Linked DNA regions of Sus scrofa: all the other regions are linked to region 3. The links are chromatin contacts, called in public Hi-C, HiChIP or PLAC-seq and promoter capture Hi-C maps. All regions are on one chromosome and are shown on one strand. Each heading gives the region's core, a stretch centred on a gene start, on an enhancer-like site or on the middle of the called end of the contact. The rest is flanking DNA. Distances are from core to core; before and after follow the strand shown.

The links. Promoter capture Hi-C pulls out the DNA fragments that hold promoters and counts their contacts. Hi-C and Micro-C count contacts between places; a contact is called where the count stands out from the background. HiChIP or PLAC-seq counts read pairs in DNA pulled down with a chosen protein or histone mark.
Region 1: an H3K27ac HiChIP or PLAC-seq map of alveolar macrophages shows a contact between it and region 3. The contact joins the enhancer-like site here to the promoter of RBM23 in region 3. A contact is called at or near these places in 3 of 5 promoter capture datasets (fetal liver, fetal skeletal muscle and liver), 6 of 47 Hi-C or Micro-C datasets (alveolar macrophages, embryonic fibroblasts, epiblast stem cells and 3 more) and 2 of 2 datasets of contacts at active chromatin or transcription factors (alveolar macrophages and skeletal muscle).
Region 2: a Hi-C map of skeletal muscle shows a contact between it and region 3, with 3 times the contacts expected there. The contact joins the promoter of ABHD4 here to the promoter of RBM23 in region 3. A contact is called at or near these places in 2 of 5 promoter capture datasets (fetal liver and liver), 4 of 47 Hi-C or Micro-C datasets (epiblast stem cells, heart right ventricle, liver and 1 more) and 1 of 2 datasets of contacts at active chromatin or transcription factors (alveolar macrophages).
Region 4: a contact with region 3 is called in a promoter capture Hi-C map of fetal liver, with 2.9 times the contacts expected there. The contact joins the promoter of PABPN1 here to the promoter of RBM23 in region 3. A contact is called at or near these places in 2 of 5 promoter capture datasets (fetal liver and liver), 4 of 47 Hi-C or Micro-C datasets (alveolar macrophages, heart right ventricle, liver and 1 more) and 1 of 2 datasets of contacts at active chromatin or transcription factors (alveolar macrophages).

The regions. Positions count from the first base shown.
Region 1 is chr7:76,456,716-76,459,415 of Sscrofa11.1, forward strand. DAD1 (defender against cell death 1) reads left to right here. Exons shown (of 3, transcript NM_213944.1): 3 at 453-688. Among named protein-coding and RNA genes, the nearest start is that of DAD1, 26 kb to the left of the region's middle. Within about 2 kb of position 1,281, at least 19 of the 83 cell types and tissues checked have an H3K27ac peak or open chromatin away from gene starts, as enhancers often do. A contact at or near this core is called in alveolar macrophages and epiblast stem cells, where this site is marked.
Region 2 is chr7:76,430,389-76,433,088 of Sscrofa11.1, forward strand. It overlaps ABHD4 (protein ABHD4), which reads right to left and starts at 1,448. Exons shown (of 7, transcript XM_021099270.1): 1 at 1,339-1,448. DAD1 (defender against cell death 1) reads left to right here and starts at 1,652. Exons shown (of 3, transcript NM_213944.1): 1 at 1,652-1,920. The coding sequence starts at 1,710.
Region 3 is chr7:76,119,290-76,121,989 of Sscrofa11.1, forward strand. It overlaps RBM23 (probable RNA-binding protein 23), which reads left to right and starts at 1,436. Exons shown (of 14, transcript XM_021099252.1): 1 at 1,436-1,759. The coding sequence starts at 1,564. It overlaps PRMT5 (protein arginine methyltransferase 5), which reads left to right. Exons shown (of 17, transcript NM_001160093.1): 17 at 1-328.
Region 4 is chr7:75,755,096-75,757,795 of Sscrofa11.1, forward strand. PABPN1 (poly(A) binding protein nuclear 1) reads right to left here and starts at 1,427. Exons shown (of 7, transcript NM_001243548.1): 1 at 1,069-1,427; 2 at 594-708. The coding sequence starts at 1,419.

The DNA.
Region 1 (2,700 bases), core at 31-2,530, 340 kb after region 3:
CGAAAAAATTTCTGGAAGTTAGTGCTTTATAAGCTTTCTAAATCCAGAAAAACTCTTTAGGCTAAGTTGCAGCCCTCTAACCTCAAAAAAGGTTTTGGATCAGAGAGGTCAGAGTGGCTTAAGTGAAGTTGTACAGCTAATTAATTGTAGAGCTGGTGTGAGAACCTGCATCTGTAGTGCCGAGTCAGTTATGCCTTGGTGTGCTTGGAATTCAGATTTGAACTCTGAATTTTTATGTATAGCTCTGTAAAATGTTCAGTGAAAAATGTTTGTTTTATTCAGGTTGTTCTAGCCTGGCTTAAGTATGGTCCAGAATTTGGGAACCCCATAATTACCTTTGTCTTTGGGGGGCTAGAATTAAATGGAAGGATTTGAGGCCCTGTCTGTAGTATCACATGATATTTTTAGAAACCTCGAACAGCTCTTCTTACCTTTCTGCTTCTTTCTTTCAGGTTCACTCTGATTTCCCCTGGACAAGAGCTCTTAAGATGGCAGTTTGCTGGACACATGGATTTTCTTCAGATTTATGCTTACTACCACTCTGATTGTACAGAGCCCAGAAAAGTCCCGCGGCTTCTGACTCAGAATAACTTTGTAACTTCGTACTGGTCATTTATTAATACAGTCTTTGCCTGCCATTAAATGTAACCTTTTTGCCTTCCAGATTAAAGAATTCCATGCCACTCCTACCCCTGCCTCTGGCTCTGTTTTTTGTTTTTATTCTTTTTTGGGGTTAAAACCCTTTTTTTCCTTCAATCCTCTGGGCAGAGCTCTTTAGGAGTTGATAACTTGCAACTTTGAATCTACCTCCACGTTTTCAATAAGTGTATTTGCGGTTAATGACAAAGGCAGTGCTGACATCCCTGGGAAACGACAGCCCTTTGTCTTTTCCCTGGAGCTGGTAATCCTTTACTAATCCTTCAATCGTTGCAGGTGGTTCCGCTCTTGTGACACAATGCATTCCTGGAACTGCATCATTAAGCACTTTGTTAGAAATTTAACTCAGTGTGTGCTTCCCCATTTATATCTGTTTCAACATGATTTAGTGGTGAAAGTGAAATATGTATCTCTTAGACTGCATAGGAAGAGTGCAGAAAGTGGGGCTTGTGTGCATGCCTTCTTACAGGATACACTGCTGTCCAAACCAACTTCACAAGTGTTCTCTCATTTTGCTCTTACTGTTACCTTGGGGGCTCCGCTTCTCATTAGATAGGTGAAGAAGAGGAAGCTCCTCTTTGTAACTTGTTTAAGATCAGAGTCCATGATGTGCTTGGGTGGAACAATAGGTCTGCTGGCTGAAGTCTAGGCCTGGTTGATATGTGTCATGGTAGCACCCCTCCTTCTATCTTGGGTGCTATATATCAAAAATATGCTGTGTTGAGAAGTCCACTCTTTGAACTGAGCTGACTGCTGAGATGGTGAGTTGTGCTCTAGAGCTTTCCCAACTTGGCTGCACTTTAGAATTGCTTGGGGGTTTTAAAAATGAAACCTCAGTGCCCAGGGCACACCACAGATCAGTTGGGGGTAGCGTCTGTACCTTATAAAGGAGATTCTCATGTGCAGCCAAATCAGAGAAGCACTGCTCTGGATTCTTGCTCCTTAAATTACAGCCCATTGACCAGCAGTATTGACCACACTGGGAGCTTATTTGAAAAGGAGTCTCTCGAGCCCCACCCTAGGCCCTACTGAAGCAGAATCTTCAACACCGTCTACATGTGATTCCTGTGCATATTATAGTTTTAGAAGCACCCATCCAGAATGATGGTTCTCAGATTTTGGTGTATGTCACAACTACCTGGGAACTTAGTAAAAATGAGCTTGGCTTTCTGTGTTCATTAGCTCTCTGTGTAACTCTGATACACGCTGAAGTTTGAGACTCACTCTAGATCAGGAGTTGGCAAGCTTTTTCTTTTTTTTCTTTTTTCTTTTTTCTTTTTTTTTGCTTTTGAGGGCCGCACCTGCGGCATATGGAGGTTCCCAGGCTAGGGGTCTAATCCGAGCTGCAGCTGCTGGCCTACACCACAGTTACAGCAAGGCCAGATCCGAGCCACGTCTGCGACCTATACCACAACTCATGGCAATGCCGGATCCTTAACCCACTGAGTGAGTCCAGGGACTGAACCCGTGACCTCATGGTTCCTAGTCAGATTTGTTTCCCCTGTGCCATGATGGGAACTCCGGCAAGCTTTTTCTTAAATGAATGGCCTGGCAGTGTGGTCCAATAAAATTTTGTTTATAAAAATCACTGTCCTTGGACCATGGCTTGCCATTCCAAGGGATACTAGTTCACTAAAATTATGACTTAATTTAATATGCCTTAAAATTTTTATGTACAGATGTACTTCCTGATAAGGAGGCTTCTGAATTATTTTAGTCTGGATTGGTAAATAGGTATTTTAAATAAGAAAAGCATCTGAACTTTATTTTTTATTATTTATTTACTTATTTATTGTCTTTTGTCTTTTTTTTTTTTTTTTAGGGCCACACCTGCAGCATATGGAAGTTCCCAGGCTAGGGGTCAAATTGGAGCTGTAGCTGCCAGCCTACACCACAGCCACAGCAATGTGGGATCCTTAACCCACTGAACGATGGTAGGGATCGCACACATGTGCTCATGGTTGCTAATCAGGTTCATTAACTACTGAGCCATGGTGGGAACTTAGCACCTGAACTTTAAGATAAATTAGTTGAAAACTGGGA
Region 2 (2,700 bases), core at 198-2,697, 310 kb after region 3:
AGTTTACTTTTTTTTTTTTTTTAAGGGCCACACTCACGATATATGGAGATTCCTAGGCCAGGGGTTGAATTGGAGCTACAGCTGCTGGCCTACACCACAGCCATAGCAACGCCAGATCCGAGCCACATCTGCAACCTACACCACAGCTCATGGCAACGCCGGATCGTTAACCCACTGAATAAGGCCAGGGATCGAACCTACATCCTCATGGATGCTAGTCAGATTCGTTAACCACTGAGCCACCACGGGAACTCCTGGTTCCAGTGTGAACACAAACAACAAATGAAAACTAAGGAAGGTTTACTTGCTGTTTTAGGAATTTTGCTTGAGTGGCTAGGATAGTTTAAAGTTACTAATAAGTTGAAAAAGTACCTGGTTATATGCTACTTGCAGCTGAAAGTGCGATGAGCTAGGTCTGTTAGATCAGATTCACCTAAAATAAAAGGGCAGCAGGAGTTCTCTTGTGGCACAGTGGGTTAAGGATCTGGCATTGTCACTGCAGTGGCTTGGGTTGCTGCTGTGACCTGGTTTGATCCCTGGCCAGGGTAATTTCCACAAGCCTCTGGCATGGGAAAAAAACAAAACAAAACAAAAAACGCGGCAAAAGCCAGAAACTAAGGTGGACCTTATTTTTCAAAAAGGTTAAAACACTAAATACAAGTAACTAATTCCACTTGTTAAAATACAAAACCTTAAACCTTCATTTTCTTCTGCAAAATAAATCGGAAGGGGTAGAGTTTGAACCAGGCACCAGGCAATGCTCTTTCAGGCCTTTCAGCACTGACATTCTGGGATAGTTCAACAACAGGTTCAAGATGCTAGGTTGGGAGTAGCACGCTGCTAAACTTGATCGTATACTCTATGCAATTTAATCGACTTTCTCACCCCACGCCCACCCCCAGCTCTTTTAAGACTATCAGATTCACCGAAGAATACCTACAATTGACTAACTACAATTCAAAAAATGTGGAGGAGCCCAATAAATGTCTGCTGAATGAATACCTGAGGTTTGATTCTATCGCTCTTATTAATAAGCGTCCCCAAGTCTAGATCCTAAAGCCAGTTCAGGACCGGGTAAAGTCGAGCTCCCCCACTCCGCCCCACACCTCCCACCCCCAATAACCACGTCTAAACTGGTGCCCGCTCAGACACTGATCGGGTGGTTCCAACTTTGGGGCAACCTGACTTGCTCCAATGATCTGGGACGGATCGCAGTTAGCGCCCTTAACAGAATTAGGACCGAACAAGTACTGAACCCGGAGAGCGCCAGACATTGCCCTATAGCAGATCTAAATAGTATATGTTTGAGAACGTGAGTGAACCAAAGAGACTCCAAACCTCGGAGTAGCTTCGCTATTGGCTGTAAAGCCTCTCCCGGTCTTCCTCCCGCACTATCTTGTTGCTAGAGCAACTGTGGGCGTCACCAACCTGACGGCGGAAATGGAACAAAAAGAGTACACGTCTCCAGCACAGGGAAAGATCCGTTGCGCAGGCGCACTAGCTTTCTCTGGCTGTAGTTCTCATTTTGAGGATGTATTCTGCGTCTGCGCATTGGTTGTTTCGCGCCTTGGTCGGTCTATACGCCTGCGCAAATCGGGGAGGACGGAGCTGGGCTGTACCGCTGCGCATGCGCTAAGACTACATCCGGTGTGGTCGTCTGGTACTCTAGGAGCTTGGGGTACGCCGGCCGAAGTACCAAGTTTATAGTCATGTCGGCGTCGGTGTTGTCGGTAATCTCCCGGTTCTTAGAAGAGTACTTGAGCTCCACTCCTCAGCGTCTGAAATTGTTGGATGCATATCTCTTGTATATACTGCTGACCGGGGCGCTGCAATTCGGTTACTGTCTCCTCGTGGGGACCTTCCCCTTCAACTCTTTCCTCTCCGGCTTTATCTCTTGCGTGGGGAGCTTCATTCTAGCGGGTAATGATTCAGTAATAATCTCCATAATAATGTGTTTCTTTGGTGCGCTGCTTTTATTCCCACAGTGCTCGTCTCTTTGTATCAGAACACTGCCTTGTCAAGTTATGAGAGGAGCCTGCATTGCTCTCTCTTTGTGAATGGGGAAATGGAGGGTCAGACAGGTGGCGTGCCTGTTACTGGAGAATCACCAAGGAGCTGGAATTAAATATAGAAACCACTTTCATGCTGCTGTGCAACCTGGTGATCCTCTTCACTTTGTATATATAGTCCAGGGAAAACTTCTTCCCAATTTCCACCTAGCTTTAACACAACTTTGAAGTTGGTAGACTTTTTTTTTTTATTTTTAAACTTACTATAGTTGACTTACAATGTTTTATTAATTTCTGCTGTACAGTAAAGTGATCCAGTTATACATATGTATGTGTATATGTATATATATATATATATATTCTTTTTTACGTTATCCTCCATCGTGTTCCATCACTGATGATTAGATATAGTTCCCTATGCTATACAGCAGAATCTCATTGCTTATCCACTCTAGGGTTAGGTGCTATAGTTTGCATCTACTAACCCCATACTCCCAGCCCATCCCACTCCCTCCCCTTCTCCCTGTTCTCCATGTCCATGGGTTTGTTTCTTTTCTGTAGATAGATTCATTTGTGCCATTATTCCAGATATAAGCGATATATGGTATTTGTCTTTCTTTCCTTTTTTTTTTTTTTTTTTTTTTTTGCTTTTTAGGGCCACACCCACAGCATATGGAATTTCCTAGGCTGA
Region 3 (2,700 bases), core at 186-2,685:
GCAGTACACCATGGGTTCTGATTTGCCTTGCCCATCAGAGAGGAGCATTTCAGTCAGCTTTCCTACCTTAGGCCATGGGCAAAGGGTGAGAATTGCAGGGCTTGCGCTGCCAACCTGTGAAGACCTCTGGCTAAGGCATGAGGAGTTTGTGCTGGATCTGAGGCTGCTCCAACAGGCACTCAGCCTCAAGTGCTCCCTGGAATAGCCCTGAGAACATGTGGATTGAACAAATTTTCAGCCTTTTTCCCTGCCCATCTCTGTTCCTGTTTTGGTGGTTTTGTGTAAGGAGGAAATACAAATAAAGTGAAGTTATGGCCTTTCCTGCTCCAACCCTGTTGCCCCCTGCCTGTTTCTCCACCCCTTACTTACACAAATTCAGACCTGTGCTCTTTTCCAAGACACGAAGGGACCTTGCTTTATTTCCTATTTAAGAAGCTTAGTGGTGACTCTTGGACTCCCAGGTCCAGCTACAGTGCGGTCTTATCCATTAGGACCTGTGATAAGGCTCTTGTCTGGGGACAGGGCAGGGTGCTGCCATGAAGAAAGATGGGGTAGTGAGTGAAGCCAGCCACCCTTTCACCTTCCTGAGCTGCTGCACTGCCAGCTCCTTTGTTACTTCTTGGGAGAAATACTGGAAGTTACCCAGACTCCTGCAGCCAGAAGCCGCATATTTTGTTTGAATAAAATCACAGGGTTAAAGTTGGAAATCCTCAGACATAATCCAGTTCTACATTTACAGAGGAAGGATTTGAAATTGGTACAATGATATAAAGTTAATATACCAAATTAGGACTCAACATGATTCCTCTCACTTCGTGGCCCTCTCCATGTTTTAACCAGCTACGTTTCTGGCAGCTGAAGTCTTAGGGTTCTGGAAGCCCTTGGGTCATGAGTGTGGACAATTCCTTCTCTTTATGGTTAGAGGGATGAGTATTGTTGCACCCAAAGAGTCACTTGCGAAACTCTTTTCTTGTGGTTTCGAGGTGTGTGGGGCACTGATTTGAACTGAAGGTATGTGAGCTGTAGGACCAGGCAGAATGTGGAAGACTAATCTGACCGACTAATCAGGTCCAAGCGCTGAGGACAGAAGGCGGCGGCTAGGAGAGAATGTAGACAGAATGAGGATGTGGAGCCCAGCATTCCTCCCCACGTGAAGCAAATGCAGTTGCTCTCTATAAAGCCGTCCTGGATAAGCTTAATGAGACCCCGTCTTGCCAAAATAGAATAGGGACCGGCAAGGACGTCACTGTACCTCCCCGTTGGCTCCGCCCACAGCGTTGACCTAGCTTCAGGAGTGCGGGGGAGCTGGGCAGGCGAGTCCTTGCCGCGTCTGCGCCGGGTTTCCCCGCCCTGTCGCAAGCCATTTAACCAATGAGAGCGATGGGCGGATGTCTAAAGCTTCTGCTTTTCCCCAGTCTTGGAAAGGTTAGCCAATCAATGGGAACTTGATGGTTGCTAAGAGACCTTTGAGCTTGGCTCCACCCTTGCTTAGGATTTTAGCCAATGAAAATCTGTACTTTGGACTGTTGCCGCTAAACCGGAGAGGTTCGTTCTGCCGCCTGAATGTTTCCGCGCCTGCGCAGATCGGGGAAGGTTCTGGAAGACTGTGGAGCTGCCGCCATTTTGCGGGAAGTGGAGCAGCTCCGGTTGCTGTGGTGCTTTTATTGCGGAGTGTCTGGAAGAGAGACATACTTAGCACCCTCCGACACACCCAGAGGAACCGAAGGAACCGGGGTCCCCCTGCGGGGACCCGGAACTGGTAAGAAACCCCGAAACCGGTCCCCCCGTCGCGACGTCACCTATGCGTGACGTTGTCGCACGGCCCCTCCCCCTTACGTCAGAGGCAGAAAATGGCGTTAAGAGCAGAATGGGGCAAACTTTTAAAATAAATTTTTTTTGGCTTTCTTTGATCTGGAAGTGTTCGCTACTTAATTGTTGTCCACTGGCACTGTATTAGGGATCGGCAGCCTCGTGGCTGTGTCTACCGATGAAAGACTGTTTCAAGGATCCCCGTGACTGATCCCTTTCCAGGTTCCCACATTGCTGATGTTTAGAGTCCCACGTACTGTGGAGGGACAGTCTCAGAGGACACTTGGGATCGGTTTTCAGGCCCTAGTGGCACTACTCAGAGAGATGAGGGAATTGAGATTTATTCCTCAGTGTCTGAAGTTTCACGTTCCGTGTTTGGTCACTGCTCACACATTCCGTGGCGGCGGTAGAGGAATATAGTGAGGCCACAAACGAGGTTTCAGCATCAGGATACCGGCCCTCGCAGAGATGCTGCCCGTCGGTTACTTGTAGGTCCGTGTTTTGAAATGTGGCCTTGGCTTGTTACACAGCGTGGGGAATGTTTTTATCTTTTTCATTGTTGCTGTACTTAATTAAGCTGTCTTGTGCCCAGCTCAGTGACCGGACCCAGGAGATGGCGCTACCATCACCCCTGGAACTTCAGCGTTTGGTGAATTATGCCCAATCCAGGCCAACCGCGGTTCTTCATTCTCCTTTGCCCCCGCAGCAGTGGGACCCAAGCGCTGACGTGGGTCTTGACTGTGTGGCATGACAGGGTCCATGCAGCGCCATGGTTGTGGAACCCTAATGCAATTTTTCAGAGCAGGGTTGGAGGAAAGCAAAGTTTTAATGGATGGGATTGAATGGACTTTGACCAGTAATTAGGACTTAATTTGAAAACTTCCAACCAGA
Region 4 (2,700 bases), core at 177-2,676, 360 kb before region 3:
TAGAACACAATAAAACAGTCTAGCATACAGTAGGTGCTCATTAAATATTTGACAAACGAAAGAAGAGATCAATACATTAAAAGAAAAAAACAAACTAAAAAAAACCACAACAGTACAGGAATTCCCTCCCAACCCCAAATCAAGTCCCTATTGAATAGCTTTGGTTGCAATGATCTGGAAAGTGAACAAAATTAAGTGGGCTGAGATTGGACGTTTCTGGATTAGAGAGGAAGCCCCCTGAAGCTGAGCAGTTCTCTTAAGACTCCTAACTAAAGGGTCTCCAACTGAGAGAACTATTGGACTTGAAGGTCAAATGCCAGCTGGCAACCTTCACAAAGGGCAGAGAAAGACTAAGAACAAAGAGCAACACATTTGTAACAGGAACAAAGGGAGGCACAAGACTACCATCACCAAAACAGACTCGGTCTCACAAAGGTCAGAAACACACAACGGACTACGACCGAGGCACCTGCCCAATAACTGCTCAGACAAGCAGCTCCAAGGTATGGAGCATCCAATCCCATATGAACCGTGCTCCCATAACCCTTCCAATGCGAGAACCTGGGATCCGCGTGTAACCGCCAGTTACTCACCATTGCCTGGTGGTGGACTCATATTCATCTGCTTCTCTACTTCGTTCTGTAGCTCCTTTAGCTTCTCAGCTTCTTCCTCCATCTCCCTGACTCGAGCTTTGATCGCTTCCAGCTCCTACAATGAGTGGGGAGGGTATGGAGAAGAGCTTAAGAGGAACCAACGCAGGGGCTTTGCCCTGCTCTCGATCGGCGCGCGGCCCCAGCCATGCTCTGCCATTTCCCTTGCCCCACGCGAGGGTCATGATAAAAAGAAAATCAAGCTACCTTTTTTAGAACAACACTAGACACCCATTACGTCCGAATCCACCCGGCTGGGCCCCTTCTGGCGGTCGATGCTGCGTCCCCAGCCCGGCCCCAGCCACGTTATTCCCCGCCCACCCCCACCCCCCGCCCGCCTCCCGCTCGCCCGAGCTCTGGGCCTCCCGTGACCCGGCCGGCCGGTCGCCGGCCTGCTCGCTCGCCCTCCTTCCCTCACCGGGTCCTCAATGGCGCCGTCCCCCGGGTCACCCTCGACCAGTCCCGGCTCCTCCTCCTCCTCCTGGCTGCCGGGGGCTCCCGAGCCAGGCCCAGGGCCCGGAGCTCCTGGGGGGGCGCGGGGCCGGGGCGGCTCCTCTTCGGGCTCGGGCTCCGGCTCGGGCTCCAGCAGCAGCTCCTCAGGCTCCAGCTCCTCAGACTCCAAGCCGTTCCCGTAGTCCCCTGCGCCCCCCGGGGCCCCCTCCCCGGCCTCCCCACCGGCCCCGGGCACAAGATGGCGCCGCCGCCCCGGCCCGGAGCCCCGACCGCCCGCAGCCCCCGCTGCTGCTGCCGCCGCCGCCGCCGCCGCCATCGCCGCTCAGACTGGGGCCCGCCGCCCAACGATTGGAGAGCTGCGCCGGCCACGCCGAGGATTCATTAGTCAAGCAGCCTGCCCATCACGGCGAGCTAGGAGTCCATTGGAGAATATTACTTGGCAATCAAATAAGACCCCACCCCTAAGGCGGGGGATTGCCCCAAATTCTCAAATCCCGGTAGGGGAAATCGGTCTGTCAATCAACGCACGTACCACCTCCTCTCAAGCCCTTAGGTAACAATGCCGCCACGCTGTGACGACGTTCTTGCTTCTCCCCCGCCTACGGGCGGATCCGCAAAGTATGGCGCTCCGTGATTGGCCGCTGGCTGAGCGAGTGGAAAGGACCAATCTAGCGATCCCCTCGCCGGAGTGGCCCAGTCTCAAACGCCGACTGGCTCGCGAGATTCGAAGGGCTGACCCCCGTTTTGTGACAGGTGAACTTTGCCCCCAAACGAACTGCTCGGCTTCCAGCGAGGGAAACCCTAGGTCACATGACTAGTCTTTAGGGTGCCGCCATCTTGATACTGTTGGTTGCCAGTATCAAGGTTGAACTTTTGAAAGGCAGAGGTCGGAAACTCTGCGGCGGTTTCTGGAAACCTGTTTCTGGGCACCAGGAATGCCCCAGTAGGTGGGATGTTGCTGGAAATGGAGGGTTCCGAATGGCGCTCTCCAGGAAGGAGCTTACCTTTCCCACTCAGGTTATTGGCACCATTATGCACTAGGTCTCCCCAAACCAGAAAGCAGGGAGGAATTCTCACTCCAGTACCAGTCACAAGTTCTAACCGTGCTGTCTTCCTACATAGGCATACTTTCCAAGCATTCTGCTTATGTCCCAGTTTCAGCCTGTTTTTCTCTTGCTTGGAATGTTTGCTACAACTCCCTAATGTGTCAGCTTCCAGTGTCACCATTTCAATCCACACCACTACCAGACCGAACTGGCTCCCCTTTGCTGGCCAGGTAAAGTCTTAAAATTCCTTGCTGAGGCCTTAAGAGACCTCAGGACCAGACTACTTGGTGTTATTTCCACAATCTTCATTCCAGCGGGTGTATCTGCACCCAGGTCTGTGCCTCTACATGCAGTCAGTCCTTTTTCAAGCAGACAGCTACAAACCCCGTCTTCACCTCCCCTGCGGAAGCCTTCCACTAGCCTCCCGTCTTCTCCCTTGACAAGCGGTCCTTCCTCCGCTGTGCGTTTGAGTGTTCTGTGCTGCCTTTCCTAACTAGAGTTTGCAAGAGCTTGGAGACGAGATTGGACTCTAAATTTGCACCTCCACCATG